2 separate regions of the Triticum aestivum genome follow, and region 2 is linked to region 1. The links are chromatin contacts, called in public Hi-C maps. All regions are on one chromosome and are shown on one strand. The core of a region is the stretch at or near the end of the contact, and the rest is flanking DNA. Distances in the headings are between cores, read along the strand shown. Region 1 holds the start of LOC123181509 (protein NRT1/ PTR FAMILY 8.5). Region 2 holds the start of LOC123181510 (ADP-ribosylation factor).

What was found. A called contact is a pair of places that touch in the nucleus more often than the background predicts.
Region 2: a contact with region 1 is called in a Hi-C map of leaf, with 5 times the contacts expected there. The contact joins the promoter of LOC123181510 here to the promoter of LOC123181509 in region 1. A contact is called at or near these places in 2 of 5 Hi-C or Micro-C datasets (both in leaf).

The regions. Positions count from the first base shown.
Region 1 is chr1D:286,686,437-286,692,101 of IWGSC CS RefSeq v2.1, reverse strand. It overlaps LOC123181509 (protein NRT1/ PTR FAMILY 8.5), which reads right to left and starts at 2,068. Exons shown (of 8, transcript XM_044593785.1): 1 at 1,775-2,068; 2 at 1,135-1,195; 3 at 806-1,023; 4 at 141-697. The coding sequence starts at 1,831.
Region 2 is chr1D:286,885,882-286,891,546 of IWGSC CS RefSeq v2.1, reverse strand. LOC123181510 (ADP-ribosylation factor) reads right to left here and starts at 2,843. Exons shown (of 6, transcript XM_044593786.1): 1 at 2,526-2,843; 2 at 2,076-2,166; 3 at 1,836-1,951; 4 at 1,313-1,372; 5 at 1,150-1,215; 6 at 164-632. The coding sequence starts at 2,582. The coding sequence ends at 447.

The DNA.
Region 1 (5,665 bases), core at 819-3,318:
ACCTTCCAGATGTCTATTTGTAGCTAGTGGGGAATTCTAGAAAACATGTGAGGTAAGTTTCTTTTGTTAAAACAGACAAATTTAAACTAACTTGTCCAGCTAGGCTAGCAGACTTGGATTCCATCATGTGATAAACATACCTGAATCCTTCAGTATGTGCCAATTTGTTTGGTGCTTCATTGGTTAAGTCAGCATCATTTCCATCAAACAATATTGAGCTATCAGCAGGAACCTCCACTTTTCTCTTTTTAAATGATGCAACAAACACCGCTACAAGACTTTTAAGTGGGCTTCCAGTAGGAAGTTGAACCCTGTAGATTGGTGTTCCTGCCAAGAAGGCAACTGTGGCGATAATGAGGCATATCGATGAGATGCCAAATCCAAGAGACCAAGCAACATTTTGCTGTATCCATACAACAACTGTCCCCGAGATGAAGACGCCAAGGTTAATGGCAATGAAGAACCAGCTAAAGAAAGCCTGCTTCTTTTTACTCTGTTCAAGGTTTGAATCATCATACTGATCAGCTCCAAGTGGGAGCAAAGCTGATTTAACCCCTCCAGTCCCAACCGAGACAAGGTATAGTGCAGTAAAGAAGACAAAATTCTGAAACCCTGTGGCAGGAGGGCATGAAGTTCCTTCACATGCGGCGGGTTGTAAAGATGGAATGATCGCCGAAGCAGTTATGATGAGCAACCCCTATTTGTTGACAGACAAATTTAGGAGTTAAGAAATCACACATGATGACTGCAACAAAATGGGCATAAAAGAGAGCAAGTTCTGAAGTAATAGAATGCATGTACTTACAGTAAGATAGAATATTATGGAGATGGCCACGGTCTTGTACTTCCCCCAGTATGTATCAGCAAGAAATGCTCCGAGGACGGGCGTGAGGAACGTGGTGCCGTTCCATGTATCGACATTCGCGGCATTTGAAGCCGTAGTTCCATGAAGGACCTTCCCAAGATATACTACCAAGTTGAGGGCAATACCAGCGTAGGCAATGCTCTCCAAGAACTCAAACGCTGCAGCGAAAAGGAGTGTTAATTTTGTTGCAACATCAGAAAATGTTCATCACATAGTAGGTTTGTTTGCATTCATGAGACTGGCAGGAAGAAATATGAGGAGGAGCCGACCCAAGATAATAGCAGGAGCCTTCCAGTTGAAGGGTTTGTGGTTGTGATCTGCTGACGAGACCTGTATGCATGGAGAAACATATGAACCAAGTTAAAGGTGACCAAATTGTGGATTTGAAATGAGGAAAAAATATGGTTGACCAATTTAGGGAGCTGGGATGAGAGCTGAGAGATTTAGTTTGAGGCGGATAGCAAGTGTCCAAGCGTCAGTGCAGAGGAGTGGCAAACAGGAGTGCGAATCTAAGTTGGAATTTGGATGTAATTTAAGTGAGCCGAGATCGGAATGTGCGCGCTGCTTGCTGCTACAAGCAAGCGAGCGAGCGGCTGAGAGATCTAACAGGATGAGCGTCGTGTACATACAGTCTACAATGAGAGTAGTACTAAAATTGAGCAACACCAACCCTATCTGACAAAACCGGTGCTGAATCTGAACCCCGTGGCGTGGCCATGAATCCGAGGAGTCTGGTCTCAATCTCTCACTGCTTGCGACGCGAGAGATGCTGCTGGTGGTGGTAGAAGAAGATTTCTGATGTAGTAGAGCCGCCGAGCCAGAGCCAGAGCCAGAGCAGAGAAATAAATGGGTGGCGGGTAGGCGGGCGTTTTTGGGGAATGGGCTTTTCCGGTGGGGAAGGCGGGTTACCTGGTTGGGGTTGTGCTGGTGGGAGAGGAGGGGCGCCTCTCCGGCCTCCGCGTCCATGGCGTGCCGCTGCCGCTGCCGGCCGTGGGTGCCGACGGAGGCTGGCCGGAGCGGGGCTCCCTCCGACTCTCTCGCCTTCCCCCGGGTCCGCTCCGCTCCCTCCCGTTCCAGCCTCCCAGCTACTTGGTGGTCGTCCTTGGCACGTAGCCGCCAGTACCAACGACTTTTATTTCTTCTATCTACTCTCCTGCCTCAACTACTAGTACTACTGTTAAGCAGCATCAGGGCACGTGTGTGTTCCCATCCCGCTCGCTCTCATCGAACTGTGGCTTCATTATTTGCGTGCGCCGTGTTTACCGCGCGTTGCGTATTTTAATTATCTCCGTCGCTTTCTATTCAGACCCACCCAACTCCATTCATTTCCTCATGTCCTCGAGCTCTAAGTATACTACTGCTGTAGACAGCGAAACCGGATCTTCCCTGATTCCCTCTGTAGCAGTAGCACCGGCGACTTTATTCCACCCGTGTTGAGCATGTCCTTTATTTATTTCTCCCTGAGAAAAAATAAATAAATTATCAGGTGTTCGTCCCTGCCCTGTCCAGTTCGTCGAAGCTTGTTTTTCCCTTTTTTTTCGTTTCTTTGATTTGATTGAAGTGTGTGTGGGGCATGACTTCATTCGCTGTCTTGCGGGCTGTCCATCTATCCACATCCAACTGCGCCATTCACTTGTTTTTCTAAACTTCAGGCTTAAGCTCATCTCCACAAATCAAATCAAACCAGACGATGTGATTTTTTGGTGAAGTATATCATTCATCAGTTTTCTCAACTGGTTCATCGACCCAACTACAGGAATTCTTATTACTGAAACTAAACCGTGCTAGCTCATGTGCCGCACGATTCGCTTCTCATCCCAAAGGCCAAATTCTTTGCGTGATTGACAATCCAAGGAAGGATTCGGATGGCGGATATGCTGGCAAGCGCACTAGGATAAATTGTGGCCTCTGCCCGCTATGTAGAAGGGAGCCGGAAACATCATCTCACTTGCTATACGAATGACGCTACACTTTGAGGCTTTGGGATTTGGTCCGGGATTGGCTCCAACTAGTGCACCTTGACACCATCGTTTGGGCTATGGAAAGGTCCATAAAAGATTGGTGGATCAAAATTTCTGGAAGGAACATCCCAAACAGGAGTGCGATGGCTTCCATCACTCATGTGTTGGACCATTTGGAATGAGAGGAATGCAAGGGTCTTCCGGCACAAATCCGGCCCTACAACGATTCTCATGGAGGAGATTAAGAAAGAAGTAATGGGTCATCACGGGTGCAAAGCGATTGGGTGAACTAATGTCGGGACAGTAGCTTTACTAGTGTTGGCGCTTTTGCGTCTTGTTGTAACCCCAACTCTATTTCTCCCTTAATTAATGGATGAGGCTAATCTTATGCCTTCGTTTCAAAAAAAACGCTTCCCATAAGCAATGTGTTAGGGCATATTTCTCCCTAAATGGTTTTGGTGAATGATGACAATGTGTTTGTGGACTAATCGTGTGCATTGAGCATTTCAGACTATCAAGCATATGGCACAAGACGATTCGTACCCCTCGGAGTTTCAAGTGAAGACGGTTTCTTTCCTTCGGTTCGTTTTGGTGGATTTGAGTCGTAGGGAAAACCATACTATCAAGAGGGGGGTCCGTTTCGGAAAGGTTCGGTTGGAATCAACACGTACACACTCATATTTGCACCCATCGCCTCTTTCCGCTTCATTGGAGTTGTCCTTCGTTTGTGCCGAAGAAGGGGTGGAGAGCTACAAGAGGTAGTACCGCGGGCAGCAGCGGTAGTACCGCTGCTACTCCCGCTCGTACTACCGCTTGTAGTTGGGGCCTTGATTTTTTCGTGTCGGGTTTTACGATAGTGCCTCAGGGTCTCCACCGTGCTACCTGTTCGCCCCTAGAAAATAGGTGGTAGTAGCAGCGGTAGTACCGCCTATAGGCGGTAGTACCGCCCCTACTACCACGGCTACCACCACCCGTTGCTCTGTTCTCTCCCCTGCTCTTCTAATCTCCTGTGTGTCCTGTAAGGAGCAGTAGTACCGCTCCCAGAACGGTAGTACCGCTTGCTTGCGGGCTGAGAGGTGCATAACCGTTGGATTTGTCCCCCACTATAAGAGGGGATCTTCTTCCCCCAAGAAGACTGACCTCTTCCTCCCCCAAACTCCATTGTGTTGGGGAACGCAGTATTTAAAAAAAATCCTACGATCACGCAAGATCTATCTAGGTGATGCATAGCAACAAGACGGGAGAGTATGTCCACGTACCCTCGTAGACCGAAAGCTGAAGCGTTTAGTAACGCGGTTGATGTAGTCGAACGTCTTCGCGATTCAACCGATCCAAGTACCGAACGTACGACACCTCCGTGTTCAACACACGTTCAGCACGATGATGTCCCTCGACAATATGACCGAGTTGGCCTCTTGATCCAGTTGAGGACGAGGGAGAGTTCCGTCAGCACAACGGCGTGGCGACCGTGATGATGAAGTTACCGGTGCACGGCTTTTCCTAAGCACTACGACAATATGACCGAGGTGTGTAACTGTGGAGGGGGCACCGCACACGGCTAAAAAGAAGACTTGGTGTCTCTATGGGGTGGCCCCCTCCCACGTATATAAAGGAGGGGGGAGGAAGAGGCCGGCCAAGGGGGGCGCACGCCATAGAGAGGGAGAAGGAAAGAGGGGGGCGCCGCCCCCTCCCTAGTTGGAGTCCCCTTCCTTTCCAAGAGGGGGAGAGAGGGAAGGAGGAAGAGAGGGAGAAGGAAAGAGGGGGGCGCCGCCCCCTCCCTAGTCCAATTCGGACTTGCCATGGGGGGGATGCTGCCTCCCCTTGTGGCCCTTTCTCTCCTTTCCACTAAAGCCCATTAAGGCCCAATACTTCCCCGGGGGGTTCCGGTAACCTCCCGGTACTCCGAAACTTATCTGATACTTCCCGAAACCATTCCGGTGTCCGAATGTAACCTTCCAATATATGAATCTTTACCTCTCAACCATTTCGAGAATCCTCGTCACGTCCGTGACCTCATCCGGTACTCTGAACAAACTTCGGTCATCAAATCACATAACTCATAATACAAATCGTCATCGAACGTTAAGCCTGCGGACCCTACGGGTTCGAGAACTATGTAGACATGACCGAGACACATCTCTGGTCAATAACCAATAGCGGAACCTGGATGCTCATATTGGCTCCTACATATTCTACGAAGATCTTTATCAGTCAAACCGCATAACAACATACGTTGTTCCCTTTGTCATCGGTACGTTACTTGCCCAAGATTCGATCGTCGGTATCATCATACCTAGTTCAATCTCGTTACCGGCAAGTCTCTTTACTCGTTCTGTAATGCATTATCCCGCAACTAACTCATTAGTCACATTGCTTGCAAGGCTTATAGTGATGTGCATTACCGAGAGGGCCCAGAGATACCTCTCCAATACACGGAGTGACAAATCCTATTCTTGATCTATGCCAACCCAACAAACACCTTCGGAGACACCTGTAGAGCATCTTTATAATCACCCAGTTACGTTGTGACGTTTGATAGCACACAAGGTGTTCCTCCAGTATCCGGGAGTTGCATAATCTCATAGTCAGAGGAACATGTATAAGTCATGAAGAAAGCAATAGCAATAAAACAAAACGATCATTATGCTAAGCTAACGGATGGGTCTTGTCCATCACATCATTCTCTAATGATGTGATCCCGTGCATCAAATGACAACACATGTCCATGGCTAGGAAACTTAACCATCTTTGATTAACGAGCTAGTCAAGTAGAGGCATACTAGGGACACTCTGTTTGTCTATGTATTCACACATGTACTAAGTTTCTGGTTAATACAAT
Region 2 (5,665 bases), core at 1,594-4,093, 200 kb before region 1:
TTCATACCTGCAGCACAGACCCTTTGCTTCAGCTTCTTCGACATGGATCTGAAGCAGCTAACACCACCATGTCCACAACACCACCAATCCAGGAAAAGCATCACATAATTTTCCATCTTTAGCCTTGGCATTCTAGCTAGTCATTCCCAACAAACCAACAAAGTAGAGTAAATACTGTGATTTCTTCAGACTAAACCACAAATATTGAGCGTGTCATGCCATCAGTAGAAAACATCAGTATTTACATTCCACAGTCCTAGAGTAGAACAGAATAGATATGCGCTTCTAACTAGGAGGAGCACCCCCTCTTCAGAAACGCATCTCCTCTTGCGAATCATTCATACTACAACAAATCTGTTGACCACATCAAAAGGCGGCCACAGGGCAGACACAAAAAGAAAAAAATGAGGTGCCAAGAAACACAGACGATCCATCCCTGTTACTCGTTACGCCGATGTCGAAGCTAACCGCCCTGTAGCTCGCATTTCATCCAGAGTCGTCGCTAGCCAGTCCAAGCCTTCGTACAGGCCATCGCCTTTAAGAGCACATGTGCCTTGGATGTGCCAGATGCGGTTGTTCAGGTCATACAGACCAAGACCCTCGCATACTTCCATCGGGGTCATTGCTCCCCTCTGCATCCACAAGACACAAAGACACTACATGATTAAGCATACAAGGAGTGAAAATAAACCTGTTTCCTAAGGCAGAATAAACTCTTCCTTTTCACAAGTGAAACTGAAAATATCAACAAAAGGCTACTTCAGCCCTACATAAATGCAGCATGTCCATATATGCAAACAATGTAAATCCCCTACAATCTGCAAACTCTTGCACGCAAGAAGCAAGTCCAAAACAAAGAGTCTTAAGGCAGAGAATTATAATCAGTTTATCTAATTCACATCTAGATGTTTTTTAAGGATGTCGCATCTAAGCTCCCACAAATATATAATGCAGCAACAAGAAACAAAAAAAAACTAGGATAAAAAAATAGACCACAAAATAGAGTGAACATCAGCTTAGATGTGAGATAACTATGTCACATCTAGATGTGTCCTAGACAGATCCAATTATAATCTACTAGTATTCTACACAAACCACACCATCTTGAACAAGTGCACGTGATACCAAAAGAAACCATGACAAGCATACCATGTCTTGCTTGTTAGCAAACACCAATAATACACTGTTGAGCATAAATGGGTCATTGATTATGGCCTGCAAGAGATAATAGATTACAGTAAGTTAGAGCACATATCACAACAGATATTACCACAGAAACAGGAACAGGTTCTCGATAAGAAATGCTATAAACCTGAAATTCAGCCCTGGCTCTTCCAATTCTATCCCTGTCCAGGGAATCGACCACATAGATCTGCAAGTTAACAAAAGCAACAGAGAAAGCTTACATCTCAAGAAAGCAGTGTCATATCACAAATCACTATGCCCCATCAACAAATCCAAGGCGAGTCTAGCATGGTCCACTAAGATGAAGGTCCTGGGCTAGGTAGGGAGATGTGTAGTAACATCCAGATACTTACCCTGTTTGGCTAACAATTCTACCATGTCTGTTTTTGGTGGCTCAGAAGCTAAGAGCAGTAACGTATGCAAATATCCATAGTAGATACTAGATAAGCTAATTGACCATCTTTCCTGCTGACTGCTACTGAACTTGTTCATAAATCAGATGGGCACAAAAGAGAAGCAAGTAAAGAATGAAACAACTAACCGGAGGAAAGGAATTTATAGCTTTAGTAGTCCTGTATGTTCCCATATATGTTGAATTGTTGCTTAAAATACAACGAAACAGCAAGCAAGCATATGGAATGAGTAATGACCAGAGCATCCGTGTTGTTGAAGTAGTGCCTCCACAAGGGCCTCAATTTCTCCTGGCCGCCCACATCCCACACAGTGAACACTACATTCTTGTACTGAACCTTCTCAACATTGAAACCTGCCCACGAACGGATTAATTAGCAAAGTAGTTCAAGGGCTTCATGTTTAGTCGGATGAAAGCACAGTGCATGAGCCCAAAATTAGTTAATAAGTTAAGAGATAGGCAGGCGGGTATGTTGTACCAATAGTGGGGACGGTGGAGAGTACTTCGCCAATGTGTAGCTTGTAGAGTATGGTGGTTTTACCGGCTGCATCCAACCCAAGCATCACCACCTAGCATAAGGCAACAGGCCATTCCATTAGAATCGAGGAGCACAACGAATTAACTTGGATCTTCGTGCCCTCTGACTCTCTGAGTATCTCTGACGAAAATAGCAACTAACATGACAGAGAAGCAGCTAGTAAGAAAGCGAGCACCATCACATCACATGGTTGATATGTAAAATCTGCTAGCAACTCACTTGTATGTATCCAGGATGAAAAAAAATCGAATCAGACAGAAACATATGAAACTAATAGTAAATCAAAGGAGGAGCGGATCGATATGTGCTCTGATTCATTCTTAAAGTCTGTCGACCGATCCATTCGCCCAACAAACTAATTAGGAGAAGAGAGGAGAAAAGAGGGCGCACCCGCATCTCCTTGTTGCCGAAGAAGGCATCGAAGAGCTTGCGAAAGGCCTGGCCCATCTCCCTCCCTCCCTGGATCAGGGGAATCTGGCCGGCTGGTCGGCCGCCGAAGAGGATGGGAACGGACCGGCTTCTGGAAGTTTCTGCGGCGTGTGTGAGGTTCGGGGAAGGATCGATCGGGCCCGCCCCTGCCTGCCTGCCTGCCTTCCTCTCGTCGAAGTCGGAGCCGGAGACGACGGGGGAGGAGGACGAGGAGGTGGAGATGCTGAGCTCACTGGCGTTGGGGGTGGTAGCGGATTCCCAAGGAATAATCTGGGCCGTCTACTTTTACGTGGGCCCCGACGACCATGTGAGCGGGTTGCAGTTAGGTTAGGTCGGGTTAAGCTGTTTTTTTTTCTGCAGCTGGGTGAGGGTTTTTTCTCTGGAATGCGCACGAATGTGCCTATTATATGTTAAGTTTGCATGAGGCAACATCTCAGTCCACTCCACGTGCACTCTAGTGTAGTAAAGTGGACCACTCGCTACTCACCCACAAAGATGCCGCCGCTAGGAAAGTACCTAGCTCCTCACCTACAAGCCTTGCTAAAAACCAAACCTCGCTTTCGAACGCAGTGCATCGTAGTACACCCCTCATGCTCGTCGTCTCCCCATAAAAAGCGACCGCGTTCCGATGCTTCCAAAGCTCCCAAAGGCACATGAGGTGGATAGCACACTCCGCTTTACCGAGGCGACCGTGAGCCCCAGTCCTCAAACACCAATCCGGTAGCGAGTCTTCCATCGTCGGTGCACCATCCCTAGTGCCCAGAGCCGCATAAACCTTGTCCCAAATTCTTCTCGCAAAGACGCGGGTAATTAGCAAGTGACCAGTCGTCTCATCGTGCTGATCGCAAAATGGGCATGCGGCTTGATGTGCGAGGCCTCTGCGCGCTAATCTATCAGACGTCTAGATCACCTTTTTCTTTAATAACCAATTCTAGAAATCATTTTCTTTAACAACCTAAAAGAAAAGACTAGTTTTTTCAGACATATGTGACACCCTGGATTTTGGCTTTTTCTTTTTCCTTTGTTTTTCCTTGGATTATTGCTTTGATTTGTTTTTTTGTGGCTTTGTGGTTTGAAAACTTGGGAAGAATATATCTTCCTAGGTTCCATAGTGGCTTGTCATCCTCTAAATCATCCCAAGACCCTGTCATTCCTTATCTTGGACCAATCCCAATATTCTTTTTATTGGGAATACTCCTTTTCTATTAAAGGAATAGTCCTATTTGCCCTAGGTTGTGAAGCAACCTACTCCCTCCGTCCTAAAATAACTGTCTCAACTTTGTACTAGCTCTAGTACAAAGTTGTACTAAGCTTGAGACACTTATTTTGGGACGGAGGGAGTATATTTCTGTCATTCATAAAATTCTCAAATAATTCTCATAAATTGTTTGGGTCGTATCTTCCTCAAATATGGCAAAACCCTTCCTTGCCATGTTCAAAGATAATTCACCAATATTCCTTTTCCTATTCTGTCCTAAATGCCACTTTGTGAAGCAAGTGCTATTTATCTTTGCTTGCTTGACCCCAAACTTTTTGGGAACGGTAAGCATGAGAGTTTGTAGCATAACCAACAAAGATGCCATCTTGAGCTCTAGGTTCAAATTTAGACAAACGAACACCTTTCTTGAGAATGAAACACTTACAACCGAACACCCGGAAGTACTTGAGGTTGGGCTTGTTACCGGTAAGTATCTCATATGGAGTCTTTTTCAAGCCTTTGCGGAGATAGAGCCGACTGGATGCATGATGCGGTGTTGATGGCTTCGGCCCAAAAGTTGTACGGAGGTTTGAATTCCGCCATCATAGTCCTTGCCGCATCCATCAACGTCCGGTTCTTCCTCTCCGCTACACCATTTTGTTGAGGGGTATAGGGTGCGGCATATTGGTGCTTGATCCCCTCATCACTAAGAAACTCATCTAAGGTGTATTTCTTGAACTCGATGCCGTTGTCACTTCTAATCATCAAAATCTTTGCTTCATGTCGACGTTGAGCTTCATTAGCAAAGTCAATGACGGTTTGTTGGGTCTCACTCTTCCTCTTGAAGAAATATACCCAAGTGTATCTTGAATAGTCATCCACAATCATCAAGCAATACTTTCTCCCCCCATGACTATCAAAAGATGGAGGACCAAAGAGATCCATGTGAAGGAGCTCCAAGGGCCTCTTCGAGTAGATGATAGTCGTGGGTCGGTGAGCCGTTTCATGAAGCTTTCCTTCGATACAAGCGCTGCAAGCACGGTCTTTGGCAAAACTCACATTTGTTAGCCCATGAACGTGATCCCCTTTGAGGAGACTTTGCAAAGATCTCATATTGACATGGGCTAGTTGATACGTCTCCAATGTATCTATAATTTTTGATTGTTCCATGCTGGTATATTATCAATCTTGGCTGTTTTATAATCATTTTATATCATTTTTTGGTACTAACCTATGACATAGTGCCAAGTGCCAGTTGCTGTTTTCTGCATGTATTTTACACCACAGGAAATCAATAACAAACGGAGTCCAAATGCAACGAAACTTGACGGAGAATTTTTATGGACCAGAAGACACCTAATGGGACAAGGCAGCGCCTTGGGGGGGGGTGCTCCGAGGAGAGCACAACCCACCAGGGCGCGCCAGGAGGCCCAAGCGCACCCTAGTGGGTTGTGCCCACCTCGGGTGCCCCCGTACCGGCTCTTTGCTCTATAAATACCCCAATATTCCAGAAACCCTAGGGGAGTCGACGAAAATCAATTCCAGCCGCTGTAGAGTCCAGAACCACCAGATCCAATCTAGACACCATCACGGAGGGGTTCACCGCTTCCATTGGTGCCTCTCCGATGATGCTTGAGTAGTTCTTTGTAGACCTTCAGGTCCGTAGTTAGTAGCTAGATAGCTTCCTCTCTCTCGCTGGATTCTAAATACAATGGTCTCTTGGAGATCCATATGATGTAACTCTTTTTGTGGTGTGTTTGTTGGGATCCGATGAACTTTGAGTTTATGATCAGATCTATCTTTTTATATCCATGAAAGTTATTTGAGTTTCTTTGATCTCTTATATGCATGATTGCTTATAGCCTCGTATTTCTTCTCCGATATTTGGGTTTTGTTTGGCCAA